Linked DNA regions of Arabidopsis thaliana: regions 1 and 3 are each linked to region 2. The links are chromatin contacts, called in public targeted proximity ligation maps. All regions are on one chromosome and are shown on one strand. The core of a region is the stretch at or near the end of the contact, and the rest is flanking DNA. Distances in the headings are between cores, read along the strand shown. Region 1 holds the start of AT4G32910 (nuclear pore complex Nup85-like protein). Region 2 holds the start of GLDP1 (glycine decarboxylase P-protein 1). Region 3 holds the start of AT4G33100 (protein phosphatase).

Region 1 (3,921 bases), core at 785-3,284, 50 kb after region 2:
TTAGAATGATAGCAAGACTCGAATTTAAATAGACAAACAGCAGGTAAAGCAATCCACCTTCGTAAATGGCCTGAGATAAAGAAGATGTGAAACAAAAAGCTCCATCCAGTTACATGTCGCAGCTCTGAGGCAATCAGCATTTCCTATCATGATCTTCAACATATTTCTCAAGCCCTCACGGGTCTGATGGTGAGCACATTGAACCCAGAAGGCACTGCACTCTAGTTTAGTTATCTGAGACTGCCATCTTTCTCGTGTCTGGCAAAAACGGCAAGATGAGTCTAGACACATAATCAGATACAATAAAAAGAGTTAGAATGATACATGTTTCTAAAATACCTTCATAAAGTCAGGCTTTGCTGCAGAGCATTCACCAAATTTCCCATCTTCTAGTTGTGGCCGCATTCGTGGCATTTTTGAAATGAGAACAGCAACCGCTTCTACCAAACCATTTTCTGTCTATTTCATTAAATTTGTATTACATTATGAATAATCAGAAATCTGTGCATATACAAAAGTACTAGCACGTAGCTAGTCACTTCATATGACATAAATCCCAAAGGACCTAAACATGAACAACTTCATTCTAACCTCACGATGTCCCAGCTGGTCTAGTTGATAAGAACCATGTAGGTGTAACAACTTCACCTGAAAATAAAAAGTATGGGCAGAACATTTCTCAAATTGTAACATTCAAGATCAAATTACAAAGAACCCCCAATCCCAAAAAAAAAGTACTAACCACTATTTCTAGCCAACCAACTGATAAAGCAGAAGCCATCACTTCCCAGTATCTTGGATCATCCTCGATGGCCTGCAATGGCACATAACCCCGTTAAGAAAGTCAGGTTCTTCAATCACTTATTTTCTGAGAACTATCGACTTCTTAGAGATGAGCAAACCTGCAGGCCAACAAGTTCCTTTTGGAAATCCTGGAGCTTTGAGTAGATTGTTGGATGTGAGCTAGAAAGGAGTATATCGTATTCCTGCCATGTTATAAATGGTAGGTAAGAAAACACTAGAAGTTTAAAAAAATAAGATAGCTCAAGTGTCGAAGGTAAAAACTAATTACAGATAACCAATCAACGAGCCGTTCTGGCAACCAAGACAGACATGTCTTATCTGCATAAAATAATTCCATCAACTCCCACGCAGCCTTTAAAGAAGTTGGTTCCTCAGCATTCTGCATATGTATGTTAACAGGAACATCCATTAACAAAGCTCCACACTCAAACCTATACCTCACTCGCGGAGGAGTTAAATTTACAAGTAAAGTTAACCAATTGTAGAACCAGAAAGACCAACGTACCTTTATAACTGATCTCGGGTCTTCAATCAAAGGAGCGGGCAAAGATATTGTATTACTAAGGAGAGATTTAATATCTCTGCTGTATTCCATTACGTACTCCCACCTGATTAAAATTACGACAATCCAGAATTGCTCAAACACGCTTTAGAAGTCTAATCATAAGATAATCCAAAACAGTATTTCAGTATTGAATGGGCAAAATCTGGGAATTTACAAAGAAGATACTCACCACGCAGTCTGATACAGAGAGGAACTCATATCCATCTTAGACAAACTGGAAATTGAGTTTCTTCTGCTCTGCAAAAGCGCGAACGGAGATACCGATCCATAAGCGATCCTTCGCCACTGTGGGTCACTGATTTCGCCATCCTCGCCGCTAAGCCTAACGTTTACGACCTTACCACCAACTTCTCCGTCGTCATCATCGCGTAACTCTGGATTCCTTAAAACCGTGACGCGTAGGTTGTTTCCGCAACCCCAGGAGATGGAGAGCCTGTGAACCGGAGACTTGAGGCCATAGCTTAGAGGATACAACACCGGAGTTTTTTCCTTGGTCGAAAACAGAACCAATTCTCCACCGCCAGATTCCGAAGACATACCCGGCATTTTCGGAGCTCCGATGGTAGAAATGGCCGTTAGGGTTTTAGATTGGGGTTGTAGCTTTTCCGGAGGGAGAAGAACTGAAGTGGAAACAGACCAACAAAAAGGAGCGACGACAGTAAAACGCACCGTGTGTTCGAGAGATATTCTATAGTAATTACATTAGTAGCTATATACTGTTAAAACTTTTCTAATTGGACCATGTATTTTTCCAGAATGTACATTAAGCCCCAAACAACGCGTCGTTTTGTAATCAGAGATATGAACACCCTGACGTTTACGGTTACTAAGGCTGCTCTTATCTCCCTTCTTCATCATACTCATGGGCATTCGATTTTAAAGGCTTAGCTTTGTTCCTCTGTCGCCTTGGAGAATCTCCAGAAGCGTATCATGTGGCCTTCGTCTCGAAACTCTTCGCAGCCTCAAGCTATGGTATTGATTTCGACTTATTTTCCGTCTTTTCTGTTGATAATTTGTTCTTAGTTTTGTTGCTTCTTTTTTGTCAAAATTTATCTCGGGCTGAGGAATTGAGTCTAGTTTGATCAAAACTTCCGAATGGCATCAGTTGGCTAGTGAATTGGAAAACTTGAAACTAAACAAATTACAAATTCTGAGCTCTTTCTTCTTTTGGTTATTGATGTAAGATCAGTTAAGCTCAAAGAGTCAAAGTCTGATTCTTTCTTAATAGTGTACTTTGCTTTAAGTGTAAGTGTTTGGCTTTATAGTGCACAAGTTTCTTATATGTATGTCTATGGTTGATTTGGCAAATAAAATTGAGAGATTTGTGGTGTAAATTTGAATGTTTGCCTCTCAGTTCTCACCACCCAAACGAGAATTTATCATGTTTTTGTCTCTAAAATCTTACTGAGACTGCAACAAACGAGCTTATTTACTCGGTTGTTTCGGTCATGTTCTGAAATTTTCTTGTAGCTTACTAAACCAGCATTCTTGTTGGACAGTTAAAAATGTATCATTGTTTTTTTTTTTCCGGTGAATATGATCAGAGACAAGAAAAGAAGTCGATATCTGTGAGTTTTAGAGCAGAGAATCTCATACCAGGGGTTGTGATAGGATTCATCATAGGTATGATATTGGATTTATCACAGCAAGTGACCTCCCCAGTGAAAAGGAGCAGACTTTTATCCAGCAAGGTCCAGAAGCAGAGTTCTGTACCAGGCAATGGCAAGGACCAAGAGCTTAAAATGGTTTGTCTATCATCTAGTGTAACGATAGTCTCTTGTCTCTGCCCCTAGATTTTATTGGTTTGGAGTAAAATATTATAACTTAAATCCTTATAACAAAACCTAGTGATAATGCAAGCTGATTTATGTTCCAAACCCATCAAATGATTGAAATTTTAGCTTCATAAAAGAGACTTGCATAATCTATACAAGGATGGTGATGAGTTTTCAATGATGTCAGATTTTTAGATTACAAGTTAAAATCAGAACATTTGTGTAACTAATTTGAGCTTGTTCTGATCACAGGTACTGGTAGTTAGGCAAGACTTGAAGATGAGAACGGGCAAAATTGCGTCACAGTGTGCACGTAAGTGTCTTATGAAATGTGTTTGAAATTTGAACACTGGAAGTAAAATGACTTTCTTTTTAATATTCGCAGATGCTGCCACCGGCATGTATGCAGAGTTGATGCAGAGGTAATTTCGTCTGAAATGAGTTGTTTGCTTTGTATGATGCATCAGTCCGGGGTTTATGTTTTTTTTTGTTTTCATCTTAATTCTTTCAGTGACCGATACCTTCTGCGGCGATGGGAGGAAAATGGGCAGCCAAAGATAGTCGTCACTTGCAAAAACCAGCAAGAAATGTAAGCAGGTGAAAATCTTGGGGGATACAAACAAAACGCACTTCAAGACATATTATTACTTTACTACAAATGTTAATAAGTTGTCTTCAATAAATTTGAAAGCTACATTTATCTTTTCTGCTCACAGGAATAAGATCACAGAGGCTGCTGAGAGCGTTGGCCTCCCGACTTTTGTTGTAGCTGATGCT
Region 2 (3,622 bases), core at 193-2,692:
GCCATCACTACTCCGATCGGTGTAGCGGTGGGAACGGCCATTGCCTCATCTTACAACTCTTATAGCGTTGCAGCATTGGTGGCTGAAGGAGTGCTCGATTCTCTCTCTGCGGGGATACTTGTGTACATGGCGCTTGTGGATTTGATCGCTGCGGATTTCTTGAGCAAGAAGATGAGTGTTGATTTCAGAGTTCAAGTTGTTTCTTATTGCTTTTTGTTTCTTGGAGCTGGGATGATGTCTGCTCTTGCAATTTGGGCTTGATCACTTTTCATTATTACTATTTGTTTATGAAAGTAATAAATTTAGGCATGCCTTTTTCTTTTTTCTTTTGGACAGAATTATTATAGGTATGCCTATCACTCTATTTGTTTCAAAATAATGTTTGTAATCAATTCTATTAGATATTCACTCTTTATCAATCATGTTATATATTTTTGTAGCTGGTAAACAAATAATTAATTTTTGAACAAAAAACAAAAACAAATACAATTAGTTTTTACAAGCAAGTATGCAACTGAAATCCAAAGATTTTCTTGACGCCTTTTCGAGCATATTCTAATCCTTCATTTTGATTTAGCTCAAGAAACGCCATAATAGAACCATATATATGAACTAAGTGTTTTTAAAAAGAGTAGGTCATGACTCATGAGTAATCTTTTCCACGATCTTTAAGATATATTATTCTTGGAAGGTCGAAAACTATAATATTTCATTTTCTGTCGAATATATATATATATGGATGACGATGGTTCCCATGCATGATGAAGAAAAAGACGAACCCTATATTTATCTGTTTAATTAAAATTTTCTTTGTGGAGATAAACTCTCTGTGAAACGCATTCCGCCACCTAATTTATCATATATTTTCATGTGAACCAAAATAATTAAAATTTGTTTGCCATATATATATTTATTTGTTGTTATCTTTCTGAGTGATAAAGGTGACAAACATTTTTGTCCACTGATACCCAATCTCTTCCACTTCAGTTCCCTTCCTTTCAAATTTTATCTCGTGCTTTTACAGCATATCCCACAATTCCTGTAAATTATCTCAAGGATTTGGTGCATAAATTCTATTTTTTCGTACTTTTTTGTTGGATATGTAAATCAGAACCAAAAAAACTTAACATTGATTAAACTTTACAATTTACGTATGTCCCATTAGAGGGGAACTACAGTTTTTGTAGGAAAATAAGAAATTTGCGAACTAAAGACACTAAATAATCCTACTTTTAAAATCACAATAGTTAGTACTCAATAAAAAATATTGTATATTGTTGTGAAAAAATGTAAATAGTTTGGAGAAACTGCTACTAATAAACAAATAATTAAGAGATGTCGGAGATCCAATTTAATCATAAAAATAAAATGATTAGCACAATATTGCACTACTGATTTAGATGCGATACACGTGGAATCTGCAACTTTTCACCAACCACATCCGAGCCTACACCACGAAATTTGAGGATTTTTATTTATTTCCCAAAAATTTCTCTGTATTTATAAACTAACTATTTCTTGGGACGTGAATATACACATTTTATATTCAACGGTCCGTGAGTGTATATTGTATATACTCTCTCTCAGATTCCCTCCTTGTAGCTAGCTTCTACCTCCTCCTTTCATTCATGGCGAAAAACTAAAAAAGACATCCATCTTTCTCAAAACATCTCTCTTACTCTCTTCGTTTTCTGACTGCAACCTTTTTTCCCAATGGAGCGCGCAAGGAGACTTGCTTACAGAGGAATCGTCAAACGTCTCGTTAACGACACAAAACGACACCGTAACGCTGAAACACCTCACCTTGTTCCTCACGCTCCGGCGAGGTATGTCTCTTCCCTTTCCCCTTTCATCTCCACCCCTCGATCTGTCAACCACACGGCGGCTTTCGGGAGGCACCAGCAGACGCGTTCCATCTCCGTCGATGCTGTTAAACCCAGCGATACTTTCCCTCGTCGTCACAACTCTGCAACACCAGACGAACAAACCCACATGGCTAAATTCTGTGGCTTTGACCATATCGATTCACTCATCGATGCTACGGTGCCCAAATCGATTCGATTAGATTCCATGAAGTTCTCCAAATTCGACGCTGGTTTAACCGAGAGCCAAATGATTCAACACATGGTTGATTTAGCTTCCAAGAACAAGGTTTTCAAATCCTTCATCGGGATGGGTTACTACAACACTCATGTCCCTACTGTCATTCTCCGTAACATCATGGAGAATCCAGCTTGGTACACTCAATACACTCCTTATCAAGCTGAGATCTCTCAAGGTCGTCTCGAATCGCTCCTCAATTTCCAGACCGTGATCACAGATCTCACGGGTCTTCCTATGTCCAATGCGTCGCTTCTGGATGAAGGCACTGCTGCTGCGGAGGCAATGGCCATGTGTAACAACATTCTTAAGGGTAAAAAGAAGACCTTTGTCATTGCTAGTAACTGTCACCCTCAGACTATTGATGTTTGTAAGACTAGAGCTGATGGGTTTGATTTGAAAGTTGTCACCTCTGATCTTAAGGATATAGATTACAGCTCTGGTGATGTTTGTGGGGTTCTTGTTCAGTATCCTGGTACTGAAGGTGAAGTCTTGGATTATGCTGAGTTTGTTAAGAATGCTCATGCTAATGGTGTTAAGGTTGTGATGGCTACGGATTTGCTGGCTTTGACTGTGTTGAAACCTCCTGGAGAATTTGGGGCGGATATTGTTGTTGGCTCTGCTCAAAGGTTTGGTGTTCCGATGGGTTATGGTGGTCCTCATGCTGCGTTCTTGGCTACTTCACAAGAGTATAAGAGAATGATGCCTGGGAGGATTATTGGTATTAGTGTTGATTCTTCAGGAAAGCAAGCTCTGCGTATGGCTATGCAGACTAGAGAACAGCATATTAGGAGGGACAAAGCCACTAGCAACATCTGTACTGCTCAAGTAATTACTTCTTAGTATCTGATTACTCATTTTTCACTTTTCACTATTAGTTCGTTCAGATAACTAGATGATATGTTGATTCATGTTGATGAGTACTTCATCTTTTCATTTTCCTGCAGGCGTTGCTTGCCAACATGGCTGCCATGTATGCTGTTTACCATGGACCTGCAGGTCTAAAATCTATTGCCCAGCGTGTCCATGGTCTCGCTGGTATATTTTCCTTAGGGTTGAACAAGCTTGGGGTTGCAGAAGTTCAAGAACTTCCTTTCTTTGACACTGTTAAAATTAAGTGTTCGGATGCACATGCAATTGCTGATGCAGCTTCCAAAAGTGAAATTAATCTGCGTGTTGTGGACTCAACCACTGTGAGTCTCCTTTGCTTTGGCCTTTCAAGGTTTTTACTCTCATAGCATCATACAGATTTGAATATTTGGATATGATTACTTAATTCAGATTACTGCTTCCTTTGACGAAACAACCACCTTGGATGATGTCGATAAACTTTTCAAAGTTTTTGCTTCTGGCAAGCCTGTGAGTGTTGTTCATACCTCTTTTTGTTATTGATATATCATTTCTAGGATCCTTGCATGAAATTTGACTATCTCAATTCGCTTCAGGTTCCATTTACGGCTGAATCTCTAGCACCCGAGGTTCAGAATTCCATTCCTTCTAGCCTAACAAGAGAGAGTCCTTA
Region 3 (3,448 bases), core at 588-3,087, 40 kb before region 2:
CAGATCTTCTGCTATATTTTCAAGTAATATACATTATAACTTGTGTATGATTCAGTAGATTATGATCAATTGAAATATATCAATATGTTGTTGTTTTGTTCAGGAAAATGTTTCGATTGTGGATCATTGGCTCGTAAGCGGGACGCATTATGCAAAAACAAGGTAAAAAAACTCGGAAGATTTGTTGTAAAATGCTAGAGAAGACGAGAATTATCTTGTAATGTTTGTAACTTTATAATTAAACAACATTTTGCAGTGAAGAGTGGCTAAAAAGAATGGATAAGGAGATAGTTGCAGTAAAAAAAATCATGGAAGTGACTTATGGGAAAGAAGAAGCAGTGAAGTGGATGGTTTACTGGAGAACCTTCTTCATCGCGGTTGCTGAGCTTTTCGGATACAACAATGGAGAAGAGTGGATGGTTGCACACTTCCTCTTCAAGAAGAAATGATGATGATTTCTTTATTTTTCTTCCAATTTTTCAATAAAGAATACAACAATCCCATTCTACTTTGTATTCTATGATGTTATGGTTTCATACCAAAGGAGTTTGTTCAATCTTTTTAAAGTGACAATGTTATCTCGAAAAACATGGGGATCAAGTATCATGAACTGGATTCTTTTGAATCAGTAGCTTGCTTTGTTGGATTCAGCTCCCCATCTACCTCCAAAATGCGAGTGAGAAGCTTACCATCTAAATTCTCCTGTTTAATTACATGAAAACCGAAAATCAAAACTCAGGAACGAGAAGCTTATCATTTGATTAAAGATCACAGGAAACATGAATAGAGCTGATGAAGCAGAGAAGCAGAGTGAGTTACCGAGAGACAGTCTCTGTATTTTTTCCACTCGGCAACACACTCTTCTTTATCCCATTGGCCTTTAACAAACTTCTCCGAGTACCATCTGCAGAAAAAAATCAAGAAAAAAAGATGCAATTTTTAGCGTTTTGGACAGACAGATAAATACACCAACCAAAGGGAAGAATTAGAAAGGAAAAAGGAATAAGACAATGCCATCCAAATGGTCCAAACCTTTCAAAAGACCAGAAATGAAATCCCTGAAAAAAATACCCATTTGGCTAACCAAAGCTAAACCCTTAAACCCAGCAACTAGCTAAATCCATCAAAAGGAGAAACAAACGAAACTCACTTGTTGAAGCAATTGTGGTAAGCGTTTCGCAAATCGGCGCAGGGAGAAGTAGAGGAGCGAGCTGAAGTTGAATCTTTTTTCTTCAATAAGCCCATTGTCGTTGCAATCACCACTAATACTCTGTCCCACCTTAGCAACTCTGAAAATCCATCTATCTATAATTCAGAAAAAAAAAAAACCTATATCATCACTCTTAAGAAAAGGATAAAAATGTAAACAGTGAGACAATAAGAATCTAACACAACAACAAGCTTCAGAATTCATCACAAACAGAGAAATATAATCCAAGATGACCAAAAGACAACTAAAAGATTCATTTTTGATACTCTAAAAATATAAATGAACATAACCAAAGTTGCAGAAAGAATCAAATAGAGAGATTGTATCAAAAATGAAACTCAGACAATGCAAAGTTTTAAGAAGTATGAAGCTTTTCAAGGATAATAGAATTTCAATACCCAAAAAAAAAAGAAAAAAAATCAGATCTCAGAAGGAAAAAGAATTGAAATTTACCCTGAATTTGATTAAAACGGGATATCCCGTAAAACCTCAGATTCTCCGAGATTGAGAGTCTCTCGTCTAACTCAGAAACCGTAAATTTAAACACCCGACCTAGACGACGACGACGACGAAGCTTGGGAAGAACTCGATTGGAAAGATCCTAACGACGTCGTTTCAGAAGACGAAAACCCTAGGCAAGAAAGAAAACTAAATTAGTCTCGTTGACCAAAAAAAGAAAGAGAGGAAATTAACATTAAAAAAGAGAAACTATACAATTCAAAATTTTAAAGTCTTATTATGATGATATAAATAAGGGAATAAAGATCATCTTCATCTCACTGTTAAGTATAATGGCCGAGCTCCAAGGGACAGAGGCTACAACCTGATGAAGCTACGTGGAACATGGCGGATGCTCCTCGAGAAACGGACACGCCGAGCCAAGAAGATCACCCTGGTCATCAGTACAACATGGGACTCAGGGGATGTTGGGAATCTGATCAAGGAGATGATTGAGGATATAGAACGATTAAATGTGTGTTGTTCAAACTAGATCCGCGGGACTTTGAGTTGACGAGTAGTAGTGACATTGAATCTTCTTATGAACAAGTGTAATCTGATTAAACATTTCTTCACTGGTCAAAACACATTTTGTCATATTCGGCCTAGCTTGGAGATGCTAATGGATAATCCAACGTCATTGAATTTGATAGTGATATTATTGAATGTTTTGTAAATGTTATTAACGTTGCGTCCTCTACTAGAAACGAATCACTCGCGTGGCGTAACATAAAACAATTGCTTACAACCCTCGTATTATAAAAGACAAAACTCCAACAAGAGAAAACAAAAAAAAATCATATCTGCAAGTAATAGAAAATGGATCAGTTCAAAGGTGAGCCTCGTCTACCCAAGTTCGCCGTCCCCAAGCGCTACGATCTCCGCCTCAATCCCGATCTCATCGCCTGCACCTTCACTGGAACTGTAGCCATCGATCTCGACATAGTCGCCGATACTCGTTTCATCGTTCTCAACGCAGCTGATCTCTCCGTCAACGATGCCTCCGTTTCCTTCACTCCTCCTTCCTCCTCTAAGGTCTCTCTATCGCGTTTCTTTTTTGCTGTTATGGATTCCGATTTTAGCAATGTGATTGGAGTTATGGTTTTGAGCTAATTAGCGCCTTGGAGATATTCATTTTCATGATTAGCTTCTTGATCTGAGTATTTGGATATCATCATCTATGATTTTTGATTCCAATGGTAAATTAACTAGAGAGATACAATCACGTTTCAGCCAGACTTTTCTGTTCGACTGAAAAACCAATCCTCAACTTTAGAAAACTGTCATGGATTGGAATTGAATCTGGAATCAGCAAAGATTTAGCTTGTTGTTGCTTCTTATGTTTTGTTAAGCAGGCGCTTGCAGCTCCAAAAGTTGTCTTGTTTGAGGAGGATGAGATTCTCGTGCTTGAGTTTGGTGAGATTCTTCCCCATGGAGTGGGAGTTCTGAAACTTGGTTTCAATGGAGTACTAAATGACAAAATGAAGGGATTCTACAGAAGGTAAAGCAATGAGTTTCGATCTTTTTTTACTGTTAGATAGCTCGAGATTAATTCTAGAACGATCTTGTATTTGTCTTGGTGGCAGTACTTATGAACATAACGGTGAGAAGAAGAATATGGCAGTTACCCAGTTTGAACCAGCTGATGCTAGGAGATGCTTTCCATGTTGGGATGAACCTGCTTGCAAGGTTTCCACTTGTTCTTTCTCATTCCCTCCTCTTTCTATCAGCATGAGTTTA

The links.
Region 1: a targeted proximity ligation map of shoot shows a contact between it and region 2, with 11 read pairs.
Region 3: a targeted proximity ligation map of shoot shows a contact between it and region 2, with 16 read pairs. A contact is called at or near these places in 4 of 26 Hi-C or Micro-C datasets (callus, leaf, root and 1 more) and 2 of 2 datasets of targeted methods (seedling and shoot).

What each region holds. Positions count from the first base shown.
Region 1 is chr4:15,879,358-15,883,278 of TAIR10.1, reverse strand. AT4G32910 (nuclear pore complex Nup85-like protein) reads right to left here and starts at 2,034. Exons shown (of 18, transcript NM_119444.4): 1 at 1,539-2,034; 2 at 1,310-1,412; 3 at 1,073-1,183; 4 at 903-986; 5 at 743-814; 6 at 592-648; 7 at 340-459; 8 at 58-258. The coding sequence starts at 1,915. It overlaps AT4G32900 (Peptidyl-tRNA hydrolase II (PTH2) family protein), which reads left to right and starts at 2,238. Exons shown (of 8, transcript NM_202942.5): 1 at 2,238-2,341; 2 at 2,914-3,114; 3 at 3,397-3,457; 4 at 3,530-3,566; 5 at 3,656-3,733; 6 at 3,861-3,921. The coding sequence starts at 2,300.
Region 2 is chr4:15,929,242-15,932,863 of TAIR10.1, reverse strand. It overlaps GLDP1 (glycine decarboxylase P-protein 1), which reads left to right and starts at 1,442. Exons shown (of 14, transcript NM_119455.3): 1 at 1,442-2,928; 2 at 3,048-3,293; 3 at 3,382-3,459; 4 at 3,546-3,622. The coding sequence starts at 1,714. ZIP9 (ZIP metal ion transporter family) reads left to right here. Exons shown (of 4, transcript NM_001342195.1): 4 at 1-444. The coding sequence ends at 261.
Region 3 is chr4:15,969,498-15,972,945 of TAIR10.1, reverse strand. AT4G33100 (protein phosphatase) reads right to left here and starts at 1,837. Exons shown (of 4, transcript NM_119464.3): 1 at 1,664-1,837; 2 at 1,151-1,305; 3 at 820-904; 4 at 457-702. The coding sequence starts at 1,245. The coding sequence ends at 604. It overlaps APM1 (aminopeptidase M1), which reads left to right and starts at 2,389. Exons shown (of 18, transcript NM_119463.5): 1 at 2,389-2,743; 2 at 3,064-3,209; 3 at 3,295-3,397. The coding sequence starts at 2,528. AT4G33110 (S-adenosyl-L-methionine-dependent methyltransferases superfamily protein) reads left to right here. Exons shown (of 8, transcript NM_001203967.1): 6 at 1-23; 7 at 104-162; 8 at 257-501. The coding sequence ends at 449.